Linked DNA regions of Mus musculus: region 2 is linked to region 1. Evidence: chromatin contacts called from public HiChIP or PLAC-seq data. All regions are on one chromosome and are shown on one strand. Each heading gives the region's core, a stretch centred on a gene start, on an enhancer-like site or on the middle of the called end of the contact. The rest is flanking DNA. Distances are from core to core; before and after follow the strand shown.

Region 1 (6,510 bases), core at 1,574-4,073:
AACTCAACCCCTCGCCTGGTTTTGATCTGGCCTCTGGGAGCTGCACCCCCTCCCCCGGGAGCAAAACTTCTCCTCCTCCTCCTAAGGCCCTGTCTGCATAGACTCCTCTAGGGGCCTAGGAGTCATATTGTCACAGACAGCCATAAAATGTTTATAGCTGCCAGGATCCATTGATCAGCGAGTCAACCGTGCATGCAGTAAAAGTGCTTCGTGTGAGAATTCAGAAGCCAGGGCACAGCAGGCCACAGTTGCCGCTTGGCTGCTGAGGTAGTTTCATGGTGCTGCCGGGTCCCACCTGTTCACTCACCTCCCTCTAAATAGACAGTAAATATACATCCCCAATAATTAAAGAAAGGCAGATTGTTCTTAAGTTAAAATAGAGAACTGTAGGTGAGAGATCATGCTTGTTTGAGGGGCTTAAAGTATCTGGACATAATCCTCAAGCCACCCATGGAGGCTGAGACCTGGAGGGGTGGGGACAGGGAACAAGGAGCGGGCTCTGCTGAGGGAGCAAAGGGGATCACTCTGTTTTCACAGTTGTATTGTAAAAACAACCGCTAATACCCAGAAGACCCAAGAGCAGCCCTCCATGGCTTATCTGAGAAGCCACTCCCCGTCTCACACCCTGTCTAGACCGAACTGGGCATTATCAACCACCTCTATAGATGAAGCAGGAACCTATTCTGACAGACCCGGGCCTAACGAGCCTGCTGCTGTGGAAAATTCAGAAGGAAATAGATTGCTTTCCACCTCAGATAACTGAAAAGGGGACCTCTCAGGCCTGACACCCTCCATTCTGCCTGAGACACGTCATCTCTCACTCTTGACTAACAAAGTCCCTGAGTCTGACTGAAAGGAAGGAAATGAGAGACAGGCTCCTTAAGTATCTCCATCAGAAGCCAAGGTCTGCGCGGAAATCCCAGTGGGGCCTAGTAGACTCCTACTGTGGGCACTGCCACCTCGTGCCTCCTATTTAAGATGCCCAGCGCGTGGAGGACAATGCTTACTACTTCCCCTCGATAGGCTCCACCAGGCCTATACATCTATAGGTACCTATGTAGTCATCGGTACCATAAGGGCTGTTCCAGCCAACAGAACATATCGTTCTGGGAAAGGACACAGTCCCGTGGGAGCTGTCACTACTACCCAGAAACCTCTTGCTCTGCTCTGAACATACTGTTGTGGAAACCACAACCATGCTGCAACAGCTCAGGGAGACCGGGAGCAAAGGCATTTCTGTCCCATTCATTCATTGAACACTTAGGTATCTACCACACCCCATTATCACTGTTCAGTGCTCCTATCAACTCATTTAAGCACTGTACACCCAATACTAAAGAAGATCAGTAAAAGAAAGGGCAAAGCTACGCCAGTGCCAGTTGCAAGTTACATGCCACGCAAGCATTCCCAGGGAAGTAAATGGAGACTGAAGCTCAGCACAGGGGCAGACAACCCTCTTGCTTTGTCACTGCCTCAGTCTCCCCATCTGTAAAATGGGAATGGCCGTGACCTCTGTGGGTCATGCCCTGTAAGGAGCAAACCAAAGAGACTAGAAAAGTCTTCAAGGAGTGTCATATTGACATCAAGACCAAGTGTTAGAATCTCCTTCCCTCTGTGTGTGAGGAGGGTGCCCGCTGTTTATCAGCTATGGAGTATTCAACAGTCAGAGAATAAACACAGTTCATGGTTCCTGGCGAGGAAGAGCAGTAAACATTTTTACTCCATGAAGGCCTCGATAGTCAGGATATGATAGTGTACGTCAGTTATCTCAGTACTTAGAAGGGTGAGGCAGGAGGATTATCATCTTGAAGCCAACCTAGGCTACATAGCAACGCCTCAAAAACATCTCGTTTAAAATTAGAGATATGGGTAACTACGCTTTTACCCAGGGATCCAGATAAAACCTCAGATGGAACCTTCATCAACCGCATTCTCGTGTTTCCCATGAGACTACAAAAGAAGCTGGCAACTGGGCTGGTGGAGAAGCAGCCTTCCCTCCTCACGGGTACCACATGGGGACCTGAGGTGAAGCTGGCATGCCAGCTGATGCTTACTGCCATTCTGCTGCCAAGTGCCTGACCCAACCCTTTCAGGGGAGAGATGTGGATTCAGACCTTGTAGCTAAGTGTGTACGTGTGTGCGTGTGTGTGTGTGTGTGTGTGGGGGGGGGGGGTCCCTGAATAATTTACACAGGATAATCCAACTTGGCTAAGCCTGGAGAGAGGGAACATGGATCCTTATTTAGAAATGTCTTTCTCCCCTCAGAATTTAGAAAATATCAATAGAGTCTGAAAAGATGGCTATGAAGTCACCAGCATGCCTCCGCTTGTCCCGAGGATGCAGAGATGTCACACCTACATTTTAAGAGGTACTGATATAACCATTCAGGTGCACTCTGTGACACCCAGGGGAGTTGTCCTTCTAGGTACAAAAAGATAAGTGGCCTTAAGTTAGTGTGTGGGACTCTGTGACTCCTTGCTCTCTCAGTACAGTCCTTATGAATCTTTTAAACAGCTCTTCCTCTAGTAGCACATTGTGTGTCCAACCATAAATGCCAAAGGCTGCTTCTTATCTACCCCTGATACAACTACAGGACGGTAGCAGAGAAGGAGAACCCATTCTGTGGTCTCAGGCAGAGGTCCCACTGTGGAGGACAGGCAGAACCTCATGGCAGGAAGTCCTTCCACAAGGCTATTGGTCATTTCCATTTATCTCCTGAGGGGTTAAGGAAGCTGATTGAGAGAGACGTTCCCATAGCAACCGTGCCGGCCTTCCACTGTGAACATACTGGTTCCATTCCTGATGCAGATTACATCAAACTTTGCCACTTCATGGCTTCATTTTAGCTGAGGCAGATGGTTGTTTGAGAATGTGATCACCGCCACCTTGTGGCACAGAGGAAAACAAAAGACAAAAAGAAAAAAAAATCCCCCCTCTGTAAAGGGCGAATTGTGCTCAGTTTAGGGTCAGTCTTACAAACTTTGACCACTTTTTCTTCTCTGTGGAAGAGCCTTCGTGCTGATCTGTGAACTGGGGCTGTAACACACACAGCAAAAACTCTCCTCCCGGTATCTCAAAATCTCACTGGTAATGCCAGGATTGAGCCGTAATCCCAAATAATTGTATTAACAAGAAAGTCACTTCCCATAATCTCTCCAAAAAATAATGTTATCCACATACGTTTTGTAAAGAGGTCTGAGTATTCTGGTTTAGCCATGTTTGGATTCTGTTCTTAGCCTAGAACAAGTTAGCCTGACCTAAGAGTATTTAAAATCTCCTGCCCTCCTATGCCACATGGCTTGCTTTCAGGGCTTTGCATACCCTGTCTCCTGTATCCACTGTATTTTCTGCTGCAAAGACATCCCTGTGCTTCTTTAAATGGGTCTAAGAAAAATGATTTTCAGTAACTGTAATTGTTTTTTCTCATGGTGAGCTATCTCACTGTGGGAAATTTAACTCTGATAAATACATACCTTCAAACATAAAGAATTAGTTATAATTGTGCTCTGTGTGTGTGTGTATTTGTATATATTGGTGTGTGTGTGTGTGTATATTTGTATATGTATGTGTCTGTGTGTATGTGTCTGTGTATGTGTGTATATGTGTGTGTATGTGGCTGTATATGCGTGTCTGTGTATGTATGTGTGTATGTGTGTGTATATGTGTGTGTATAGGTGTGTGTGTATGTGTATATGTGTGTGTATATGTGTGTATAAGTGTGTGTGCATGTGTGTGTGTGTATGTATGTGTGTGTGTGTGTCTATGTGTGCTCACATTATATGGCTCTACAGTGTCTTGTCTCTGTGGTTACTAACACCCTATGATATGAATAGCAATCATAAACCACAAAAAAAAAAAAAAACATACCCAGGAGCTGAACTCTTCCTAACTCTAACATTAACTCTAGCCATGGGTGTGATACTTATTTGGCCTCAGAGGCTCTGGAGTTAAAAGTTCAAGACAGGAGGAGAGGAGGACATGAGCCTTTGACAGAAATGCTGGGAATCTGAAATAAAAATACATGAATATTTGAGAAAGAAACAAAATGTGCACCCAGGACCAACTCTAAGGTGAAGGCACCTTTTCCCCAGAGGCAGCAGAGAGCTCTGGTGTGAGTCTAGTCTTCACTTTTCAGAATATCCTCAAAGTTAGATGGGGACAGACAGACAGACAGATAGACAGACACACACACACACACACACACACACAGAGAGAGAGAGAGAGAGAGAGAGAGAGAGAGAGAGAGAGAGAGAGAGAAAGAGATCCCCAGGAAATAGAAGTAACTCAAAGCACATAATGTCAAGGACAGTCACAGATTGAATAATAGCATGTGTCCTTGTTACTAGAAACCCTTGCTGTCCCCAAGGTTTCAAGAAGAGACTAAGAGAACACAGATGTGATGGGGGAGGGGAAGCTCTGTTCAGCCACAAATGTTTATCTGGAATGCTGTGGTTGCTGTTGTCAATAACTGTCAACTCCTCCAGGCTACAAGGGAAGGTGGCTTGTACTTCCTGCCTGCTGGGTCATTGGGTGAGACCCAGTGACCAGTTCTGGTGAATGGGAGGAGACAGAAGTGACTTTTGCCACTTCTGGGACAGATTTGATTAGTGACAAGGGTTAGAGTTCTCTCTACTCCATGTACCACCATGGCCTGCAAGTCGAGACAGTAGCCAGTCAGGGCTCTCAAAGAAAGTGCTCTGAATACAGCTCAATGAGAGCAGATCTTGGCCTATCTGTGTGGGGTGTGGACTAGAAGTGAGGAACCAACAAACCCACTGTAGTTTAGGCCAGAAACATCTGGGTGATACGCGTTATTGAGGCATGGCAGAGCCCATCCCAACAAAAGCGCATCACCTTGAAGGGAAAGTTTGGTTGCCTTTTTGAAGTTTGCAGAGGTAATAGTGGTCTGGTGCTTCAAGAAGGTGCTGGAGTGGGTTGTTTTTGGTTTTGTTTTGTTTTGTTTTGTTTTGTTGTCTCTGAGAAGCTCTCCACCATCTTCTGGAAGATCAATGCTGCCTGTAGCAACTCTTACTTTATTTTAGGAAAAACACCAAAATACACCCTGCCTTGTATGAAAATAAATCAAGAAGGCTCTCAGCAGTTCTCAGTGGGGAGGAGGGAACTTCTAATTAAATCCATCTCTTGGGGACAAAGTAGAGCCTTGGTCTGGAAATGAAGATTGCTCCACAGAGCTGAATCAGAGCGGTGATTCACGGGCCTCCTGCTTTTCTGAGGGAGGGAAACCTACTCCTTCCTTTCCCGTGTCAATCAGTTATTCCTTGGTGGGGGGTGGGGGTGGGGAGGAGCTGACTATGGCTTCCCAAGGGCAGCCGAAAGGACCCTTCAGGAGAGCTGCACTGTTGGGCTTAGGATTGGACCCTAAGTTCACATTCTCTGCTTCCCTTCTGTTCTGATCCCTGGACCTTAATAAGAGGCCATCAAAATCTGTACCCTAGCTCCACGCTGGGACAGGGGAGCAAAGAGAAGCAAACCTCTTGGCTAAGGACCAAGGGTAAAGGGCCCTGCAGAACCTGCCTGCTGTGGTTGGAAGAGCTCTGACGCCATCAGCCAGAGCAAGGCCCATTCCTAAGGTCACTCTATGGGAGACACATGCACCAAAAAGATGACAAAGATCATGAGAGATTGAGGTATCCAATGTTGACCACTCCCTAACACCGATATAGGAAGGAGGGCCTGAAACAAGGTCTTGCACTGAGCTCCAGGATCTGCTAATCTTTGCTTAGCCAGAGCTTAGATCACATACACTTGCTCAGCGGTTAAGAGAACTTGCTGCTCTTTCAGAGAAGATGGGTTTAGTTCCCAACACCCACTTGGTAAATCACAACCATCTGTAATTTCCGTTCCAAGGGATCCAAGCGCCCTCTTCTGGCCTCTAGGAGCACTACATGCATGTGGTACACAGATCCCTGCAGGCAAAACACCCACTTGTAAACACATGCTACCACACCCAATTTTTCAAGTGGGCACTGGGGATTCAAACTAGGGATCTCAGGCTTACATGGCAGTTGCTTTACCAACTGAGCCATTTCTCCAGCTCCTAAGAAGCCCTTGAGACAACTGAGGTGACACTTGACCTGCCTTTACATTTTATGAAATTCAAGAGGCAAGGCTCCTTGAAGTGGAAACTTACAGTTTCTTTGGAAAGTCAATTGTGTCAGATGGTGTTTTGCTGGGGCAGACACGTGAAGGAGTGTTTTCCTGAAGCAGACACAGGAGAGAGGATGTTCTGCTAAAGCAAGCATGTGAAAAGACACATGATGAAGGATTCTTTGCTAATGACATGCACGTATTGGTCTGTCTTACATTGCATAGTTGAGCTGCATTTGTCAGGACTCCATAGAGAGAAATACACTAAAAAACTTCTGATGGTGTGCCATGGCTTCTGGGTGCTTCCATGAAAACAGACTGATTGCCTCCTGATACTGTCATGGATGGGACTCTATCCTCTAGTTCCATCTGTGCCCAAGTATTCCTGCAGCAACACATTCA
Region 2 (6,510 bases), core at 1,218-3,717, 260 kb before region 1:
AGGGCAACTTCACAGGAGAGGAGAAGGAAACGAGCAGATGCCTGCACATGGTGGCATCCTCAGATACAGAGCATGTCTTGCCCTCTAACTTTGCCATCATGAGAAAAGCCCTGGGTAATCCAATCAGGTGAACCACAGGCCTCTAAAGTCATCAGTAAACCAAGATTCCCAGGGATCTCAGTTGCCTTGGTCAAACCTCCCCTGCTTCTCTCTGACCCCTTCACTGTGGAAGTGTCCATCCAGGAGTCAGTGGTAACATGTGGCTCTCCTTTAAGCAGTGCCTAAAATCAATGTTTCTGTGGCTTCGTGCCACATCAACTAACACCCCAAGAGCATAGGCCCAAGTACCAGAGTCCTTCTGTCTCTGTGGGTCATAGTGAATGGTTCCCACTGGGCTATACCACCCAGTTGAATTGTGAGCTCTCTGTAATAAATGACTTAATAGTGTTATCCTCTCAGGCTCTGCCCCTTCCGCGTGTTACTATCAACTCCCAGTGGTATGCCTCACACAATAAAAGCACTACACACCCTTAAATACTATTCTACACTGTGTTTCTAATCCAGGGGATACTTGGACCAGGGGATACTTGGATAGGACAAAGAAATTCATCTTTCAAATCTGAAGATTCAACATTGAGGATTTGATCAACCAAAAAAAGAAAATATATTTTAAAAGCTGACTAAACAGGTATAGGTCTTCTTCTTCTTCTTCTTCTTCTTCTTCTTCTTCTTCTTCTTCTTCTTCTTCTTCTTCTTCTTCTTCTTCTTCTTCTTCTTCCTCTTCTTCTTCTTCTTCCTCTTCTTCTTCTTCTTCTTCTTCTTCTTCTTCTTCTTCTTCTTCTTCTTCTTCTTCTTCTTCTTCCTCTTCCTCCTCCTCCTATTCCTCTTCTTCTCCTTCTCCTCTTCTTCTCATTCCCTAATCAGTGTAAACAGGTGCATAAACACATCACATTAGACATAAGTAACCTGCAAGCTGAAGGATATAAGAGGATTATGTGCCCACATTCTGTCCCTTTATATAAAACACTGGGGCTTCTACAGGAAATCATGGAAACAACCCACTGTGGACGTCAGGAGACAGCTGTATGTGGCTTCCCTGGTCCTGGGGTATGAACTAGAAATGGGTAGAAAAATAGACAACAGAGTCATAAGGCACAGTCTGGAGCTAGGTGTGGGTCATGCAGTTTGGTGTAAGTAGAAAGTCAGAGTGGCAGGACCCTCCTCTCTACCCCAGGCCACTGGTGTTCACTCTCTAGTCTGGGCTCCTCTGTGGTAGTCATGCAGGATACATGCACAGCTCAGAAGAGCAGAGTAGGTAGCTTCGTGGGACAACCAGTGACAGAGGAGGACTGTGGGCAAAGACTTCATTGCTTTAGTGGGTGAGACTCCTCCTCTCACGCACTCTCCCGTTCTGGTTAGGTGAGGTTCCGCAAAGCCTTTCTGTTTGCTGTGCTCTGACTATTACATCATGCCAGAAAGTTGCATCTATTCTGTGCAGTGATTTATTTTACTCCCAGACCTAATTTTACAGGAAAAACTGGTTGAAGGGTATGATTAGGGGGTTCGGGTGGTGAGAAGAAGAGTCAAAGAAGTGACGTAGAGTAGATAGACTTGTAGGATTCTTTGCTAAGAACATCTGGAGAACATCTGGAGGGCTGGAGATGTGGCTCAGCACAAGAGCACAGAGTTCAGTCTCCAGCACCCACATCAGGTGGCTCTCAACCACACATAACCAGGGCAATGTGATGCCTCTGACCTCTGCTGGCACTTACACTGTCCTGATGCGTCCACACTCACACCTGTGCACATATCCACTCCCCCCCCCCACACACACACAGACACACACACATAATTTAAAATAGCAAAAATAAATCATAAAAGAAAAAGCAGAGAGGCCTATTTAAATCATGTTTTTCTCTCTGATGGTTTGCTGGGTGCTATTGGACCATCAGGAATTATTAAGAGACTGTGTATGTGTGTTGCTACCTGCTACGCATGTTGGGGTACTGGTGACATGGTAGTGGTTTGTTGGGGACTCCCTCTCCCCACAAGCCCTCGCTTCCATAGGCACAGGTACTTTTGAGGGGTATTCTTGCTTGTCCACTGCTTCCGACCTGGGGAAGGAGTGAAGTCTCCACTAAGCACACCCTGGGCTTTGCATAGAACACAGGGGGAGCTGGGGGAGTGGCTAGTGGCCATCCTTTGCAACCTCAGGAGGATACTGCCTGCTTCTGGGCCAATGAGTTGATTTGGAGGGTTTAGGTCAGATCTGGGAGGGAGGGTGAAGAGGAGGAGGTAGAAGAGGGAGAGAAGGAAGCTGGGATGTGTGCATGTGTGCATGTGTGTGTGTGTGTGGGGGGGGGGGTGAGAACAAAAGGCACCATTTTGCTGGCTCTGCTCTGAAAGCCAAGCCCATCAGCTCCATTTACTAGATCTCAATAGCTGAAGCTCAAAGCACAGCCGCCTGTGGGCCAACTTCTGCCTCTTCTGGGATGTGCACTTCCCAGCGGGACTGCGAAAGGGCAGACAGGACCATCGAGAAGGCAGCTCAGGAAGGAAAGAGAGGGAGAAAGAAGGAGGGTGAGAGAAGAGAAAGAGGGAGGAAGGGAGAGAGGGAGAGAGCAGGGCTGCCGGTGGAGGGAGAGCGCGCGGGGTGGGAAGGAACGCAGCAGAAAGGAGCCTGTGGGGGAGGGGAGGGAAAAGAAAGGGGCAAAGCCCCTTGCTGACACGGGGCATAACTTAATTTTCACGGTGCTGGGACGGCTGTATCGTGTAATCTGCCATGGCACGCCGTTAAAGCTTCAATGACTTTAGTGACCCAGAAGGGAGACTCAGACCGCAGAGAGGCTTTTGAAAAGAAGTGGTGATCTTTCACGATTTATGAGCTTGTCTTAAAGAAACAGACTCCACTCAGTTTAAATTAATCACCCTTTCCAGGGTGCATAGAAATGGGGGTCTCGGGATGCAAGCTGGGAAGGCCCTGGTGCGCCTGGGCCACATGACCCTGCTGGAGGAGGACGCAGGAGGACAGTGGAGGGGGGGGGGGGCACTGTGGAGGAAGACTCCACCACAGAGGGGAGGCTCTGGGCTTCTCAAGCACCCAGCGGGGTCTGGCTAGACAGACACCAAGCCCTTAGGGGCAGCAGGGAGGTCAGAGCCAGGAGAGCTGCCAGGGGTGGGAGATGGCCTGTGGGTGGTGGGGAAGGGCTTTATTCTCCTTCCTGTACTTGTAGTCATTGTGGAGAAAGGAGAGAGAGGGGGTGGGGGGATATAAGGCATTTCACACCCTGAGGAAACGTGAGACCCTCCAAGTGAGTGACGCTTTGAAAGGAGAAGTGGGTATTACCAGGCCTTTTGATCTACTCTCATTTTCCATATTTCTAAGAACAAAAGGTGAAAACCTCATCCTAATGTGCATACATTTCCCTTTTTGAGTTTGGCAAAGACAAATTCCCCAGGTTTAAAAAAAAAAAAAGATGTTTTAGAGAGCTGACAGGCTGACGGTCCTAAAATTATTAGTCACAGTGTCCTAAAGAAAAATCTCAGACCATAAATTCTTTGTTTAAGTTGATACAACCAATGGAGCGAAGGGTCATATTTCTTTAAGACCCCCTTAGCCAAAGCAAGCATTTTGTTTTCTTGCTAGCACACTTCACCTCTGCACAGGATAAATGAGCCCAAGGTGAGGAGTCCCTGGCTGTCCTGTCTTCTCTTTGGGACTGTCCTTTGTGTCATTTTGTGTGCCTGTGGCCCTGAGCTTTAACACTTTGAGGCCTTTTGTATTTCCAAGGCCTCACCAGCAGCTGGTTAAATGGAGTTACCTTTGAACTGTTCTCAGTGTTTGGAGGCCCCTTCATCTCCCGAACGCCAATGAATGTAAGTGGGAGAAATTGGGCTTGAGTCAAAAGATCATCCAAAGACAGCAGGCAGATCAAGTCAGCCAGTCCTTGGTGGTTTTGATAAAAACATGGATGAGCATCCCTAATCCAACATGACAGCTGTAATTCTGGGACATTTCAGATTTGCAATATCTGGATTAAGGATGTCCAGCTGGGAAAGTCTAGACAGAGATTCCAAAATGGAGGAAAGCTCATCTGAAAATGTTGTTCCAAGCACTCAAAAACAAAACAAAACAAAACAAACAAACAAACAAAAACAAAACAAACGGGTGTCTCTTATCTCAGCTCAGGGCTGTCATTGAGGTGGCCTCCCCTAAAATAACAGGGCTGACCCATGCCTCAGGATTCTCATACAGAAGGAGATGCTGCAAGAAAGTCAAAGCTGTAGGCAAAGCTCCCACCTGCCCTTGTGGGATGTTCAGACATGGTCCACAGTGTATTTAAAGTGATGACTTTCCCTAAGGTTCATCAGCAAGGCTGTAGGCTCAGAAGGTGTAGCGAGGCACATACCTGGTACCCACTAGTTCACTACTGATGACAGACACTCTGCAAACACAAGCTGCAGTCCTGGCAGGATGCTGCTTTCACGGGGCCTCCTTTTTCAGTGTGGCAAAGAAGGCGGCCATGACAATGCCCCACCCCACTTGTCTGACAGAGCATCGTTCTTCACTGGAAACTTAACACAGTAAAATGTCAACATACTGAGGTGGGGTCCAAGCAGCTATTGCTATACACATCATGTGACATAATGCTAATCATTTTTGAAGTTCAAAATTCAGTAGAGTCTATTGCTTTTACGATAGTGTGTAACCGTGACACCCATCAAGATGAAAAGCCTGTGTAAGTGCTGTCCTCCTGCCCAGGCTGCCCAACTCCATTCCTGGCAGCTGCTGGTCTTCTTTCTGACTCTATGGACCTGCCTACTAGGGATATGCCCTCAAGAGGGGCACAGCTCACACGGCCTTTTGTATCAGGTCTGGCATGTTCTTAAGAGCATCACTTCATCTAGGTAATTATGGCCGCTCTAAGGACAGATAGGCTGTGTGCTTCCCCCTAAAAGATCTCAACCTTATTATTACCACACTGCAGCATCAACCACAAAATATTCACAGTCCCTTTCCCCTTATGGTCTGTCTGATAGCAACCATCTAAATGCCTTGGTAGTCTCTCCCTTTCTGGACCTGTATAGATTTCTTTGACTGTAATGTCAGAATGAACTAAATACCTGGCATTTACTTCTGGGTATAGATCTCTGGCTTTTTTTTTTCTTTCACAGATACAATCCCCTTGTGCTTTATGCTATAAGGCAGGATAATATGCCACTACAGTCATCCATTATAATCTCCCAAGAATGCTCTTATGTTCCTCATTTCTTGATATTGCCATTCCGAACGTTTTCATTCATGAAATTACTTGGGTATTTTACATTATTGGTCTTTCATTAATATAGGTTCCCAGGTGGTATTGTGCTTGAAATAAAAGCACAGTTTTGTTTTTTGGTTTTTTTTTTTTTTGTTTGTTTTGTTTTTTAAGAAACAAAACCTACATTGTGTTTCTCATGAATGAAATTGATGTTTATTCCAATCATGCTGTTAAGAAACATTCAACAGTCTCAGCAAATAAAAACTTCAGTACACTGCAGTTTCATCGTTGTGCATGTGGTGATGGGAGAGGGGCAGGAGGGGTGAGAGGGGTGTGCGGTACTTCTTGAATTCACAATGTGTTCTGTGGTGTATGCACATTCTCCTATGCTCAAATTTACGAAGTTTTCACCACAACTTCTTTCGGGATCAGAATGCAAAGGCAGAGGGGCAGGTTCTCAGTAGATAACCTGTGCCAGGAGAACCTACTGGCCACAAAGGAGACTCAATATGTTTCCATTTATCCACCACATTCCAATAGGGTCACAGGCTGCAGCCCTCCACCCCAGAAAGGAGGTTTTCCTAGCATGATGACATGGAACCATTTTATAGCATCCTTAAGTCCACCAACGAGCTTGGGAGACCATAGAGTCATTTAAACATCAGACTTCAATGATAGGGGGTTTGGGGAAGGTGAGGTCACAGATGATCAGCATCAGAAATCATGTCACCAATCAAGGGGGTGCCCCCAGGACCTGTGCCACTGAACAAGCAGGCTAAATGTCACACCAATCTTACATAAAAGAAATCATGAAGTCACCTTTAACCTGCACGCACTTCCTATACCAGGTTTCCCGACGACTCGCACCACACAACGCTAGATTTACTTAGGGACCAGTGGGAGCCATGAGTTGGTTACCATTCCATTTTGGTCAGGGTACTATTTAGATGAGATAGAAGGCTACACAGCGTTTGTACTTTAAGCGTTTATCCTGACACCTTGGACAATGACGGCTGGGTTGTGCTCAGCTTCCTAGGGAGCTGCTTGTACCGCAGTGTGTCTCATCGGGTATGAGGACGAGGCCAGTCAGAGCATGTCAAGTCTATCTGCTTCAGCCAGAGTTTCTAGACTTACCATGGAGACCTCAGATGTCGAAGCGTGGCGCTTTCACAGATTCTCTGGATCCAGAGGTCAGGTACATGACACTGACCCCTGACTCAGTCATGCTCTGCACTCCCATGTGGGCTCC

The links. HiChIP or PLAC-seq counts read pairs in DNA pulled down with a chosen protein or histone mark.
Region 2: an H3K4me3 HiChIP or PLAC-seq map of craniofacial prominence shows a contact between it and region 1, with 5 times the contacts expected there. The contact joins two enhancer-like sites. A contact is called at or near these places in 8 of 484 Hi-C or Micro-C datasets (embryonic fibroblasts, embryonic stem cells, nephron progenitors and 1 more), 6 of 115 datasets of contacts at active chromatin or transcription factors (craniofacial prominence, differentiating embryonic stem cells, embryonic basal ganglia and 3 more) and 2 of 9 other capture datasets (embryonic tail and embryonic trunk).

What each region holds. Positions count from the first base shown.
Region 1 is chr13:59,886,159-59,892,668 of GRCm38.p6, reverse strand. No RefSeq gene overlaps it. Among named protein-coding and RNA genes, the nearest start is that of Gm19866, 27 kb to the left of the region's middle. Within about 2 kb of position 2,823, at least 62 of the 459 cell types and tissues checked have an H3K27ac peak or open chromatin away from gene starts, as enhancers often do. A contact at or near this core is called in craniofacial prominence, where this site is marked.
Region 2 is chr13:60,143,683-60,150,192 of GRCm38.p6, reverse strand. No RefSeq gene overlaps it. Among named protein-coding and RNA genes, the nearest start is that of Gm46420, 21 kb to the right of the region's middle. RefSeq lists an enhancer at 994-4,512. Within about 2 kb of position 2,467, at least 73 of the 459 cell types and tissues checked have an H3K27ac peak or open chromatin away from gene starts, as enhancers often do. A contact at or near this core is called in craniofacial prominence, where this site is marked.